Regions from separate parts of the Mus musculus genome. Here all the other regions are linked to region 4. The links are chromatin contacts, called in public Hi-C and promoter capture Hi-C maps. All regions are on one chromosome and are shown on one strand. The core of a region is the stretch at or near the end of the contact, and the rest is flanking DNA. Distances in the headings are between cores, read along the strand shown.

Evidence for each region. Promoter capture Hi-C pulls out the DNA fragments that hold promoters and counts their contacts. Hi-C and Micro-C count contacts between places; a contact is called where the count stands out from the background.
Region 1: a contact with region 4 is called in a promoter capture Hi-C map of pre-B cells, with 9 times the contacts expected there. The contact joins the promoter of Uqcrfs1 here to the promoter of Serpinb1a in region 4.
Region 2: a promoter capture Hi-C map of pre-B cells shows a contact between it and region 4, with 8 times the contacts expected there. The contact joins the promoter of Irf4 here to the promoter of Serpinb1a in region 4.
Region 3: a Hi-C map of B cells shows a contact between it and region 4, with 5 read pairs. The contact joins the promoter of E2f3 here to the promoter of Serpinb1a in region 4. A contact is called at or near these places in 1 of 39 promoter capture datasets (pre-B cells) and 2 of 484 Hi-C or Micro-C datasets (B cells and myeloid progenitors).

The regions. Positions count from the first base shown.
Region 1 is chr13:30,543,721-30,546,813 of GRCm38.p6, reverse strand. Uqcrfs1 (ubiquinol-cytochrome c reductase, Rieske iron-sulfur polypeptide 1) reads left to right here and starts at 1,498. Exons shown (of 2, transcript NM_025710.2): 1 at 1,498-1,780. The coding sequence starts at 1,567.
Region 2 is chr13:30,747,738-30,750,567 of GRCm38.p6, reverse strand. It overlaps Irf4 (interferon regulatory factor 4), which reads right to left and starts at 1,335. Exons shown (of 9, transcript NM_013674.2): 1 at 1,273-1,335; 2 at 1-20.
Region 3 is chr13:29,984,467-29,987,649 of GRCm38.p6, reverse strand. E2f3 (E2F transcription factor 3) reads left to right here and starts at 1,587. Exons shown (of 7, transcript NM_010093.3): 1 at 1,587-2,350. The coding sequence starts at 1,982.
Region 4 is chr13:32,849,328-32,852,547 of GRCm38.p6, reverse strand. Serpinb1a (serine (or cysteine) peptidase inhibitor, clade B, member 1a) reads left to right here and starts at 1,363. Exons shown (of 7, transcript NM_025429.2): 1 at 1,363-1,406; 2 at 2,134-2,309. The coding sequence starts at 2,142.

The DNA of each region.
Region 1 (3,093 bases), core at 249-2,748, 2.3 Mb after region 4:
TGGCATCTAGCTGGGGATTTGGTTCCATCATGAGACAGAGCCACAGGCAGGGGCAGTTTGGGGTGAAGACTTCCATCTGGAGATTCAGCTGAGAGAGAAAAGGTTAGATTGATCTCTGCCATGGTGGATATTCACTCCTGGTTCCTTAGGTGAGATCTACATGGAGTGCATGCTTCTCTGGGGTTATCCCAGGTCCTGTCCCTGTTCAGAACATAACTGAATGAAGTGACAGTGACAAGAAAGGACCCAGACTAGGCAGCAAGTATCCTCCCTGGCTAAGGACACCTGCAATCATTCCTCTGTGAGGGCCCGGATCTCCTGGGTGTTGTTTTACATTGCTGCTATAACAAACATAGTGTCTTAAAACAACACAACTACATTGTTTTACAATTCCAAAGGTTTAGAAACCAGCCAAGGTCCTAGAGTCCATGTATTATACAAGCATCATATCACAATCATGCCAGAGTGTGCAGTGCTTAAATTCTTAGTTTTTTTTTTTTACTGTTTTTTCTTTTTAAACCCTAAAAGAATAAACGAAGTATTTGGTATAGAGAAAGTTGTATGGATGAGAACTTCATTCTTTGAAAGTGAATGCCATCTCTAAACTCAATTGTCTGTGTGAACTTGAAATCAAGGTTTGTTCTACTTGGAAAAGTGGAGATTTTCAAGTGTAAGAGGGATTAACGTTTATTAGCACCTCACAGAGACTTTGTTAGTGGTGTAGTCAGAACTGAAAGAGAAGTTAGAAAGTTGGCAGTTTTCTCACTATGTGAAGGAGAGTAAGAGTCCCTCCCTTTTGTACTGCTGAACATCACTTGGGAAACCCCACTTGTTCAGAAACAAACAAACAAACAAACAAACAAAAACCCCTCAGGGGTCTACAATACTCCACTGCTTCCTGGCAATCTATGCAGAGCAAAGGGTCTAAGGACCAGGTCCTTCACTGGTAAAATGCTGGTATCAATAGTGTTATTTCATCAAGATCATAATTACAAATGAACAACGAAGGAAACTACCAAATCAAAAGCGTAGTAGATCATGAATAATCGTAAGCCACCGTTTTGTTTTGTTTTGTTTTGTTTTGTTTTTGTCAAACCTTGCATATAGGTTTCTGGCTCTTTTGTTGTAAGAAGATCAAAATCGTCTTGGCAAAAGACAAAAAGCGGTTGGTATTTATTCTAGGTGATAGGCGTTAGGAAGTAGTAGTAGCCTGTTGTTTTTTTTTTTCTCATGCCTCGGTCGTCCCCGATTTAAGGTTTTGCCCTAAATGAAGGATCTCAATCACGACCACAAGAAATCCCTCCCGACTTCGGTTTTCCTGGGGCAGGGCGACCGAGTCAGACACCAGAGTGTCTCCAGGCCCTGCCCTTTCCTGCCCGGGCCCCAACCTGCGCCCGAAGCCACGCCCCCAACGCGGCGTCCCTCCCGATTCGCTCAACCTTGCGAAACGCCCTTTCCGGCGTCGCGCTGACGTCACAAACCCTGCGCCTCCCGCTCCTCTTCGGGCCGTCGTTCGAACGAAAGGTCGTCCCTGTGACCGACGAGGTGGTTTGAGCAGCTGTCGCCATGTTGTCGGTCGCCGCCCGCTCGGGCCCGTTCGCGCCCGTCCTATCGGCCACTTCCCGCGGGGTGGCGGGCGCGCTGCGTCCTCTGCTGCAAGGCGCGGTGCCCGCCGCCTCGGAGCCACCTGTTCTGGATGTGAAGCGACCCTTCCTGTGCCGCGAGTCCCTGAGTGGCCAGGCCGCAGCCCGGCCTTTGGTGGCCACGGTGGGCCTGAACGGTGAGCCGGCTTCGGAGTACCCCGATCTCGTTCCCTGCGGCGGCGGAGGGCGGTGTGCTGGGATGTGGTGGGCCGGCCGCGGCTACCTTGGCAGGCCGAGCGCTCCCCGGAGCAGGCGGGCTCACGGTGACGGGATGCTCCCGTAGCTGCATCCCCCAGGAGTCAGGAGCCGGTCTGCACGTCAGTCTGGGTTCCCTCCTCAGGCTTCACTTGACTTTCTTGATTAAGATCGGCCTCCCTGTATCATGGCTAAGATACTGTTAGTTACAGGAATTTGACCTTGGGCAAGTTTCCTCGATGTTACCACAACTTTGTAGGGGTGTTGTGAGTCTTACACTAGAGAATTCTATGTAAAGCCATTGGTACGGTTTAGACGATAAGTGTTCAAAATAGAAATTGAAACAACCATGTAGGAAGTTGTCAGTGTACTGGTACAGTCGCTTTTCAGCATCTTAACTCCCTAGCAGCCCCATCCCTATAGACACAAAACCAGCCCTGTCAGTTCCACTGTAGGGGATCAGCAGTGGTTTCAGATACCAGGCTCTACGGCTTTCATAATCTTACTTAGTCGTGAAGGCGAGGCAGTCAGAAATGATACTTTTTTTTTTTTTTAATACAGAAAACAGAGGTGAAGTGACCCACACAGTGGGAATCTATGCAGTGCGGTCTCTTCCTAGTTTATCTAAGTCTGCTTCACATTCCCTTGTGACTTAAAAATCTAGAAAGCTTTCTGGTGTCTCCTGAAATGTGGGAAGCTGCACTGGGCTCGTTTGGTTTCTGCTCCGATAGTTGACTGACTCTTCACTTTTTCAAGTAGATTAAACCTTGATTTCAAGTTCACAGGGACCATTGAGTTTAGAAATATCATTCACTTTAAAAGAATGAAGATCGCATCCATATAGCTTTCTCCTCTATACCAAGCAAAGTAACATACTATGATTGTTCAGTGTATTACCTACTTGGCACTGCTTGGGGTTGAGTTTATGACCTTTCTACATGTCAACCAAATTGCCTTCTTAGACAGCTTTTCACTCTGCATTCATTCTAATCCTGCCTCTCTGTCTGTCTGTCCTGCCTCTCTTTGAGGCAGGGTCTCACTATGTATCCTAGGCTGTCCTCAGACTCAAGGTCTTCCTGACTGTCTTCCCAGAGCCACCATGGTTAGCTTTTCCTGCAGATTTTTAATGATCCCCACTGGGTTTGCTGTTTATCTCTATTTTAGCCATTAACCTTAATGTCAGGTCAGATTACAAAGTTTACTTTTGCTGATATCTTGATGTCATTATAGCATGTTGACACTCTCCTCTCTATTG
Region 2 (2,830 bases), core at 86-2,585, 2.1 Mb after region 4:
CCTCCTCCTGGGCTTGTGCGCTGAGGAGAGACACACATTCCCTGCAACTACCTTCGCATCACTTTGGAGGCGGGAGGAAGCCCCGTCCCAAACTCTTGCAGTGCCCACGAGGCCCCGAGTCTCTGAGGCTGCCAAGGTGCTCGGGTGCAGTGCCAGAGTCTCCGAAGTCCCCCAAGAGAAGGTACTTTGACGAAGGTATAGAGAGCATCCCTTGGCGCGCACCATCCTCCTCCTCCTCCTCCTCCTCCTCCTTTTTTTTTTGCCTGTCTGTTCTTTCTTTTATTAAAAAAATTAGGTAATTTCTTCATTTACATTTACATTAACACGCTCCGTTGAAAGCTCCTAGCTACACAGCTTCTCTGCAGATCCCAAGTCTTGCGCCACGCTGGGGCGCTCACTTTGCTCACTCGTCCCTCTGTGCTGGATCCAAGTAGCTTTCATCCCACTTTTCCCTCACTGTTTCTACACTTGCCCCTTCCTGGGTTTAGGTTGCCCTGGCTGCCCCAGGCGAAAAGGACCTGGCACATGGACTAGCCCTTGTCCAGGTCCTGTGTCCCTGCCATGCAGGTTTGCGGTACCTAGCTTACTCTCTTGACTTTCTTCTATGACACCCTTACTTTGTCCTCGGAATAACCCCAGGCCTACCCAACCAGAGACCATCACGTGGGTCCTGGAAGCAACAAGTGGAAGTCTGGTTATGGGGCAAGCAGCGCAGCCAAGAAACAGGAGATTCCAACCTGCAGAATGTCAGCGTGAACCCTGGCAGGAATGAAGCCGAGGCTGGGAATAAGGGGTGCTGCGGACAGCAACACTAGCACTCTTGCCAGAGAAGTGAAGAAGGGGCATGCGGGGAAAGGGGCTCTGAGCACCCTAAGTTTGGAGCTCTCAGCTCTTCTTGGCTGCCCGGCCTAGGAATCACGCTCTGGAGCCCTAGATGAGTTTGGGTCCTTTAGGAACCAGGGCTGGAAAGGAGCTTTCCACTGGAGCAGAGAGAGTCAGAGGCTGTCCCTCTGAGGACAAGCTGTGGCCAGTGCGATCCTTTGATGACACCACAGTCCCATTAGCTCGTCCCGCCCAGCCCGTGGGGGATGTTCTGGAACTCCCACCCAAACAGCTTCATACAAAACCCGAAGTGCACAGGTCCTAGGGCAGCGTAGATGAGCGGAGCCTGGGTCCGCTATCTCAGCATTCTCCCTCAGGCTCAGAGATGGAAGCCAGGCTTCCTCTGCCACCAGCCTCACACTCCTCCTTCTGCCCGACTACAGGCCTTACCTCACCCGCACTCTTAGCTGAGGGCAGCAAAGGGTCCCAAGTTCAAGTGGTGAAACTAGGAAAGTGAGGTGAGAAAGAGGAACTTTATAGAGCCGGAGGCGGAGTGCAGGGCGGGCGCTTCGGCCCCGCCTTGAGAGGGCGTGGCTTGCCCATACCCAGGACCGCCCCCCACCTCTGCCTTGTGCCTGGGTGTCCCGCAGGAACAGGAGCTTCGGACTAGAGCCCACCGGGTCAAGGGCTGTCCCACTTCAGACAAACCCTGGCTTTCTTCAGCTCCTCCTGTGGAGGGGGCTGGGGACTCTGATGTACTCAGAAATCCTCAACCGGATGGGACAAGTCGGTATGGCCCGTTCCTGTGAAGGTGGAGGCATGCAAAGGGGATACTGGAATCTGCACTGAGCATAGCTGATAACTACTAACTGCTCATGGCCAGGTTGGGAAGTGATGGAGAGTCTGGAGCACAGGGAACTTGGTTCTCACAGCATGTGACAGAAGAGATAGACTGAGAGAGGTCGGGAGCATCCTTGGGCAAAGCGGAGTCTTGTCTCTCTGAGCGTTTAGAGAATATCACGCTCACTAAAAAGAAAAATAGAAAGGCAAGTTTATAAGCCGTGGCCCAAATACTGTGTTTGAAACGCTTATACATGTTGGGTGAATGAAACCGACGAATTGAGATGACTCAGACAAGCACAGTCCCCAAAGTTTCAATCATGGCAACATAAAAGAGATGGGGGATCCCTGAGTACTCAGGTAGTTAGCGCGCTTCCGGATGTCAATTCACCTTAAAATGATAATTTTAACCTCAGCCTCGTGGGAGGCAGTTGCCGGTGAGGTACCAATGCCCCAAATAGAACAGCTAGGCTGACTGAAGGTTTTACTTTATTTTCGTGTTTTCTTTGACCTTCATATGTAAACTCCATGAGCTTTTGCCGCTGACTTTCTCCAGCTCAGCTTGGATGCCTGGAGCTTATATGTTATCTTGGTGTTTTCAGGTAAGCAAGCAGACTACCAGTTTCTGTATCATTTTAGATTACCACCACCACAGGTCAACTTGGAGCGTTTGTAAAGATTTGACAACTTTTTCATTTCACATGTTTCTCAGTTTTTCTTTTAATCTTCCATCCTGGGTTCTGGACTTTAGGAGAAACATCTGATTTTGGCCACAGGAAAACTGGTGCAGAGATGCCCACCGGCATGTTTTTTTTTCCTAACATCAACAGGCTTTCTCAGAAATTAACAGGATGCCATGTCGTTCTTTCACCCCAATTAGTTTTCCATTGTCAGAGCCCTGGTAGTAAACAACAGAGTTTCGTTCAAAGAAAATTTTGGTCACACCCATTTTCCCCTCTTCTTCCTTTGGGGTTTCATTCATTCAAAAATATTCTTTGAACACCTTCTGTCTGTCGGGAACTATCCCGGTCACCAGAGACACACCTCGGAGCAAAGCAGAGATTGTAGCTTCAGATAGCACAGCCTTGCTGCTGAGGAATTACATTTCTTCAAAGCGTGCACAGACTAAGGACAGAAGCAGCCAACCCGAGGTTTTTGGTTTTTTTTT
Region 3 (3,183 bases), core at 338-2,837, 2.9 Mb after region 4:
CTGAGGTAGAGAAGGATGTATCCCAACAGCTGTTTTCCACAGTTCTCAGCTACTCAATGAAAATCTGGTCTCGACATCTACATCTTCCCTCACCTTCCTCCTCAGTCGTAAATACTTCTCATTGTGCGTATACAAGTGTGTGTGTACGTGAGAGTGCACACGCTTGTGCATATGCACGTGCCTGTGGAGGCCAGAGAGGTCAACCTCAGATGTCTCCCTCAGTAGCTCTCTACCTGAGTTTTCAGAATAGGATAGCTCAGTGAGTCTCGAATTTCCCAACTGGCTTCACTGGCTGACCATCAAGCCCCAATGAGTTTTCAGGTCTCATTCTCCCAGTTCTGGGATTAGTGATACACGCGGTCATGCCTAGCTTTTTAAATGTGAGTATTGGGGATCAAATATAGGTCCCCTCACTTATGTAAGTAACTGATCCATTTCTCCAGCCCCACAATGCTCATTTTAAAGATCCGTGAGTATTTACTTTAATATAGAAACCAGTTCGACGATTTCATTTTCCTTGACATTTTCTGATTTCCATATATACATATATATGCATACATTTTTCTCCTCTTTTAAAACATATCGGGTTAGGTTTGCGTTGTAGTGTTTGCTGTTTGCTTAAGAATTTCCTGGCGTATGAGGCTGTAAAGAGCTGAGTGCAGGCAGCTTTCACTGGAAGTCCCACGTCACCATAAAAGCCTGTACTACTTTGGATTACTGCATGGCGGATTAAAAACCCGCGGATCAGTTCTAGGTTAGCCCTGATTAACTCCCCTGGGTGTTTCTGGGCCAGAGAGGGTGCTTGTTAGACTCAAACCTATACTTGTAGTCAGAGTTCACTGAACAAAGAGTTAATTTTTACTTAAATCGAAATCGGGCTAATCATGAAGCTGCCAGGAATGATCTGGAATATGAACTAAAGTGTGCCTGCAGTCGCGTCAGCTGAACCTTCTACCCCCACGGTTCTGTCTGCCCACATGCTTCTGTCTATCAGCCTTGGCCTCCGGATCCGCTCTCACGTCATTGGTTGGATTTCAGGAAGGAAGAAACCCAGGATTTAAAGGGCTCAGTTTTCCACCTGCCAGGCCGGGTCCAACTTGCCTTTGACACATATTTAGGGGAATTTCTACCAGTTCTTCATTTACTACACTGCTTGGTTACAGGAAACAAAGTCCCTGAGGGTGTCACCTTGACAATTTCCAAAACCGAAACTTGCGCTCAAGACTAGATCCACACTGAGTCTGCGAGGCAGAGTCCCTGCCCAGGTCATCAGAGCCAGCCCCGCGGGTAGGAGCGAGGGAGGGGCCTGGAATGGGCGTGGCTTTCCGTGGGAGAGTAGGACTTTGCCCCACCTCCTAAGAAGCCTGCTCTGCTTCCAGCCAGTCAGGTTGCTCTATGCAAATAGAGCCCGGGTCACCCCGGTAACCATGGTGTATGGCAGCCAATGGAAAACAGCCAGTGGCGACCTCGCTCCAGGATTGGTACCGAAGTAAGGCGACAGGGATCCAATGGACTGTGGGAACAGTCCTCGGCGGGTTGAGGGGCGGAGATATGCAAATATGGTTTGAAAAGCCGGCGGGAAATCTGAGTTTCGCGGGAGGACCTTGGCGCGTAAACCGTATCCCTTCATTCATTGTCAGCAGCAGCTTCCTGGAGCCATTTTTCAGCTGCCGGCCGCAGCACCCGGGCTGCCGCCACCGCCTCGCAATCCGTTGCATCGGCTGCCCCCGACGCCTCCATCCCTCCTCGGGGCCTGATATCCGTGCGGCCGGGACCCTCCTCTCTCCAGACCCCCGATTATTTTTGGCCCCCGGGGCCTGTGCGGTGCGGAAAAATAAAAAGAAAAGAGAGAGAGAGGGTTCGGAAGCGCCGGGAGGGGAGGCGAGAAGGAGAGACTTGGAAACTCCGGCTGCAAATAATAAAAGAAATTGAAAGCAATACGTTAATATATCGTAACACTAAAAAAGAGCAGGAGCGAGAGATGAGAAAGGGGATCCAGCCCGCCCTGGAGCAGTACCTGGTGACCGCCGGGGGTGGGGAGGGGGCGGCTGTCGTCGCCGCCGCCGCTGCAGCCTCCATGGACAAAAGGGCACTGCTAGCCAGCCCCGGCTTCGCCGCCGCCGCCGCCCCGGGCACGTACATCCAGATCCTCACTACGAACCCTTCCACCACGTCCTGTGCCACCTCCCTCCAAAGTGGCGCCCTGACCGCCGGCCCCCTTCTCCCCAGTGTCCCCGGCACGGAGCCGGCCGCCAGCAGCCTCTACACCACGCCACAAGGACCCTCCAGCAGAGTCGGGCTGCTGCAGCAGCCACCAGCACCAGGACGCGGCGGCGGCGGTGGCCCACCGGTAATACCCTCCTCAGCGTCCCTAGCCCAGGTGGGAGGCGGGCTCCCGGGAGCGGTGGCGGCGGGAGCGCGAGGCTGAGCATCGTGGGCCTCGTTGCTGTCCCTTCCAGCGTGTGCTTATTGTTAGACTCGGGGTGCTTTCCTGCGGACGTTGGGAGGACGTGGGGGCCTGGGCAGGCACGCGGGGCAGTGGGGAGTCCCTCTTTGAGAACCACATCCAACACTCCAAAACTTTTCGCGCCCCCCCCCCCTCCACTTCTTTTCCTGCACTTTTCCCTACCCCCACTCTCCCCTCCCTTGCAACTCGAAGCTTCCTCTTTCTCGGGCGTAGGAAGGGGTCACGCCCCGGATGGAGAAGGGGGTGGGGGAGGGAGTAGTGCACTGGAGAGTGGGGGACCCCAGAGGATGTAAACTGGGGGACCCGAGGCGTGCAAGCCTCCTCTCCTGTCTCTGCTGCCCCTGGGCGACTGGGGGTCCCGCAGGCGTGCTCCGAGCGCAGGGGCGCCAGTGCCTGGCACCTTTGGGGACCTAGCTCCAGGCAACAAAGGGGATCTGGGAGGTGGACGGGTATCGCGGTGGGGGAGGTGGAGCTGAGAGCCCCGGTGGGCCAGGGCTCGCGCTGTCTGCGACAAGGGGCCGGCGGGCGGGTGCTCCGGCCTGGGCGCATCTCCGCGGTGGCAGCGGCGGCGCCCGCGTGGCCGGAGCGCTGGGGCCTTGCTCTCCGGGCCCCGGGCCTGCCCTTGACCCGCCTCTCCCCTTGCCCCTTCCTTCCCCGCCCTGTCCCCCTCCCCGCCCCCCCGGCGACGGAGGGCGGGGGCAGCCGGGTTCCCGTCC
Region 4 (3,220 bases), core at 114-2,613:
CCATTTTATTTCAGAAGAAACTAACTTATTTGACTCCACGGGCTCACTGGGGATATTTTGAATTTCATTTCTGATTCTGGTAATACTAGAATAACGTTGAGCTACATGGATGAATATATTTTGTATGTGAAAAGGACTATGTCCATTTATGTTGTTATAGTAAAACATTTGTGGCTTGATAATTATGAATTCTCCATGTTCAAGACTCAGCATCTGAACTAGCCTTCATCTAGACAAGGTCCCAGAAAGTGTAAGGCATCAAGGTATCATAGGGGGGAAAAAAGGAGCGCAGATCTATCTCTTCTGATCTTCTCATCTCTCCTTCTCTTATTAAAGCTTGGAGTCATAGTCCTTAAGAGCTGGGGCGTGCTCGCCACCTAGTGGTCATGAAGATGATATTCTGGAATTCAGTCAGGCGTCCCCACCCTGAGAACCCTGTGTAATCTTAATCACTTCTCAAAGTCCTCACCTCCCAAACACCACACACGAAGTTTCTATCTTCTGATACCTCACAATAGGCATTATATCCAACACGGGAGTGCTCAAGAGACGTGCTGACCCACCTCCCCATCTTCCTTTCTCCTCTTTTAGTTCCCGAGTCTAACAAACACTAATCCATGTGTTGTGACCCTCACCTACAGTAGGATTCTTCCTTTGTCCTCTGAAGAAAGACAAGAAGCACTAAAAGTTCTGTGAATTTACAGTTCCAAACACTTCAAGGAGAATAAAGCTGAGCCCATCAAGTTAACAATGGCCTGGGCTAGTCAATTCTAATTTAAGTTGCATAGTGAGGGGATTTGTCCAAACTTTTAGTCTAATAGTGGGGAATTGTGGGTTGAGGGCTTCTCCAGCCTGGTGTGGTCCCTGAGCTAGCCTTGGCACCTGAAAGGCAGAGAAGACAAGGATCACCTATTGCTTGTAACTGGCAATCTGGGACCTTATCCAAAGGACCCCAAAGATATTTCTCCATCCCTACCTACATACCGCACAGAAAGGATTCCTTTTGATTTTACAGCGTTTCAGTGGAATTCAAGAAGGTATCTTTTGACCTGGAAGAAAGGACATTTATTTATTCTCTTGGCCATTTGCAGCTGAGGAAGAAATAACTTACCAGATCTCTGCTTAAAGAAATAATAATAATAATAATAATAATAATAATAATAATAATAATAATAAAAAGGCCTGCAACTGAGGAAAGTAAAGTCCCCTTGAGAGTGGCCACAATCTTCTGCTTTTATTTTGACAGCCCTCCAAGGTCGGGTTTTAAACACTCAGCCAAGAAAAGGCGCCTCCACCCAGCTTGGGCTTGCCAGGAAGACACGCCCCTTCTGCATGCTATAAAGGCAACAGCTGGCTCTGAGCACTTCATCCTAGCTGTAAGTGGAGCCAGACCTGCTAAGCAAGAGGTAAGATTCTCAGGGGTCATAGCAAGGAGGGAGGAAGCTGGCACCTCTTCCAGGAACCAGCACGTTCCTGGTACCTCACCCTCACCCAAGATGTAACCAGAAAATGCTCTGTGGATCCCCAACTGCACCCTACTCCAGGCCGCGGGCCCGAGGGAGGAAGGTGATCCTAGTTTTTCTTTCCCTCGGCTTTCTTTTTGAACCTTGATCTGGGAGACAGTGCCCTGAGCTTCATACGGTCAATCCTGGCTGCAGGGAGGCTGGGAGGGAAGGAAGCTGGTGAGATCCTAGATCCTCAACAATGAGAACTCCATGTGGCCCGGGTAGCTAAACAGCCAGGGACACACATTTGTGATTAGCCTGTACTTGGACAAACTGGAGCTCTGAGTTTGGGACCCAGCTGGATTAGCAGATGAGCCTCAAGCAGGGCTTGCTTACCCACTGCAGGAATCAGCTTGTTTGCAAAAGGGACACAGAGGAGTGTTCCTCTTCCCTGTCACCCACATCTTACTTATTTGAGTGGCATTCTCAAATTCGCATATTTCACTCCAGCTGAGACTTCAGCCTTGATCTCAGGCATGGAGAACTGAAGTAGTATGCTTGCCCTCTTAGGAAAAACAGGATGAGGTAGGAATTCCAAACTGTAGGGTCCTAGGGGTGGATGTCAGAGCTGAGGTAGGTAGTGTTGCTGGTGTTGTAGCTGGCAGTGCTGATCTCCCCTCTTTTGCAGACTTCACCATGGAGCAGCTGAGTTCAGCCAACACCCTCTTCGCCTTGGAGCTGTTCCAAACCCTGAATGAAAGCAGCCCCACAGGAAACATCTTCTTCTCTCCCTTCAGCATTTCTTCTGCCTTGGCCATGGTCATTCTGGGGGCCAAAGGCAGCACTGCAGCTCAGCTTTCTAAGGTTAGCAAAAGCCAAACTGGCCAGCTCTCCCTGCCATCTCCATGCTTGTTAGATGGTACAGTCAGACTTTCAGAGAGCCACACCCCCAAAACAGTCAGTTCTTCATTCACTACCAACTTTAAGTGAGATTAGGGCAGAGTCTCTGTTCAGTTGGGGACACAAAGTGAAGAAAGACAATGACACTACCTGTGGGTTTGGTTCTCCCATTCACAAGAGTGAATCACAGGCTTTCAGGTAAGCTAGCCCTGCACCTCCCCAGAGCTAGCTGTTTCCTGTTTTCCTTTTGCACTGATAACCACTACTCATAAATCATGCCAGTAATAGGGTCACCTTCAGGCATGACAAATATAAGAACATGCTACAGGAAGAGAGCTTGGTGGTGGTGGTTTTTTTATGGGGACAAAAGGTAAAGACAGCCACCTGTCTATGTTCCCAGGGTTAGCCCTGTGCCTCTCTCCAGCCTGATTTCACTGGCTGTGGCTCTGCAGGAGGAGGGATTGTAAAGTCCCTGTGGCCTGTTGGACAGGTCCTACCTCCTCTCAGTCCACCCCTGGGAGACAGCAGGTCACCTTTGCATCTCTCCCCACAGCTGCCTAGTCTTCCTTAATGGGTATGAAGGGCACTTCTGCTCTTGGTGTTCCTTAATTCTGAGAGGGGAATTCTGCCACCTTTGGAAATCATGACAGGAGTGGGTAAAGTGTTTCCTAACTGCACCTGCTGCTAGGTGCTTCTCGCAGGTTATGTCTGCTTCAGCATTAAGGCTTTTTACAGCTGACAGCATCAGGAAACAGTATACTGTCTCAAGGCCTTTCCCTCCCCATTTCAGTCTCGTAGGTGTGTCCATGTAGCAATCTAGTAAGCGGAGCTCAGAGAGTAGCATGGACTCTGGACCCTGTGTGCTTTTGTCCTTT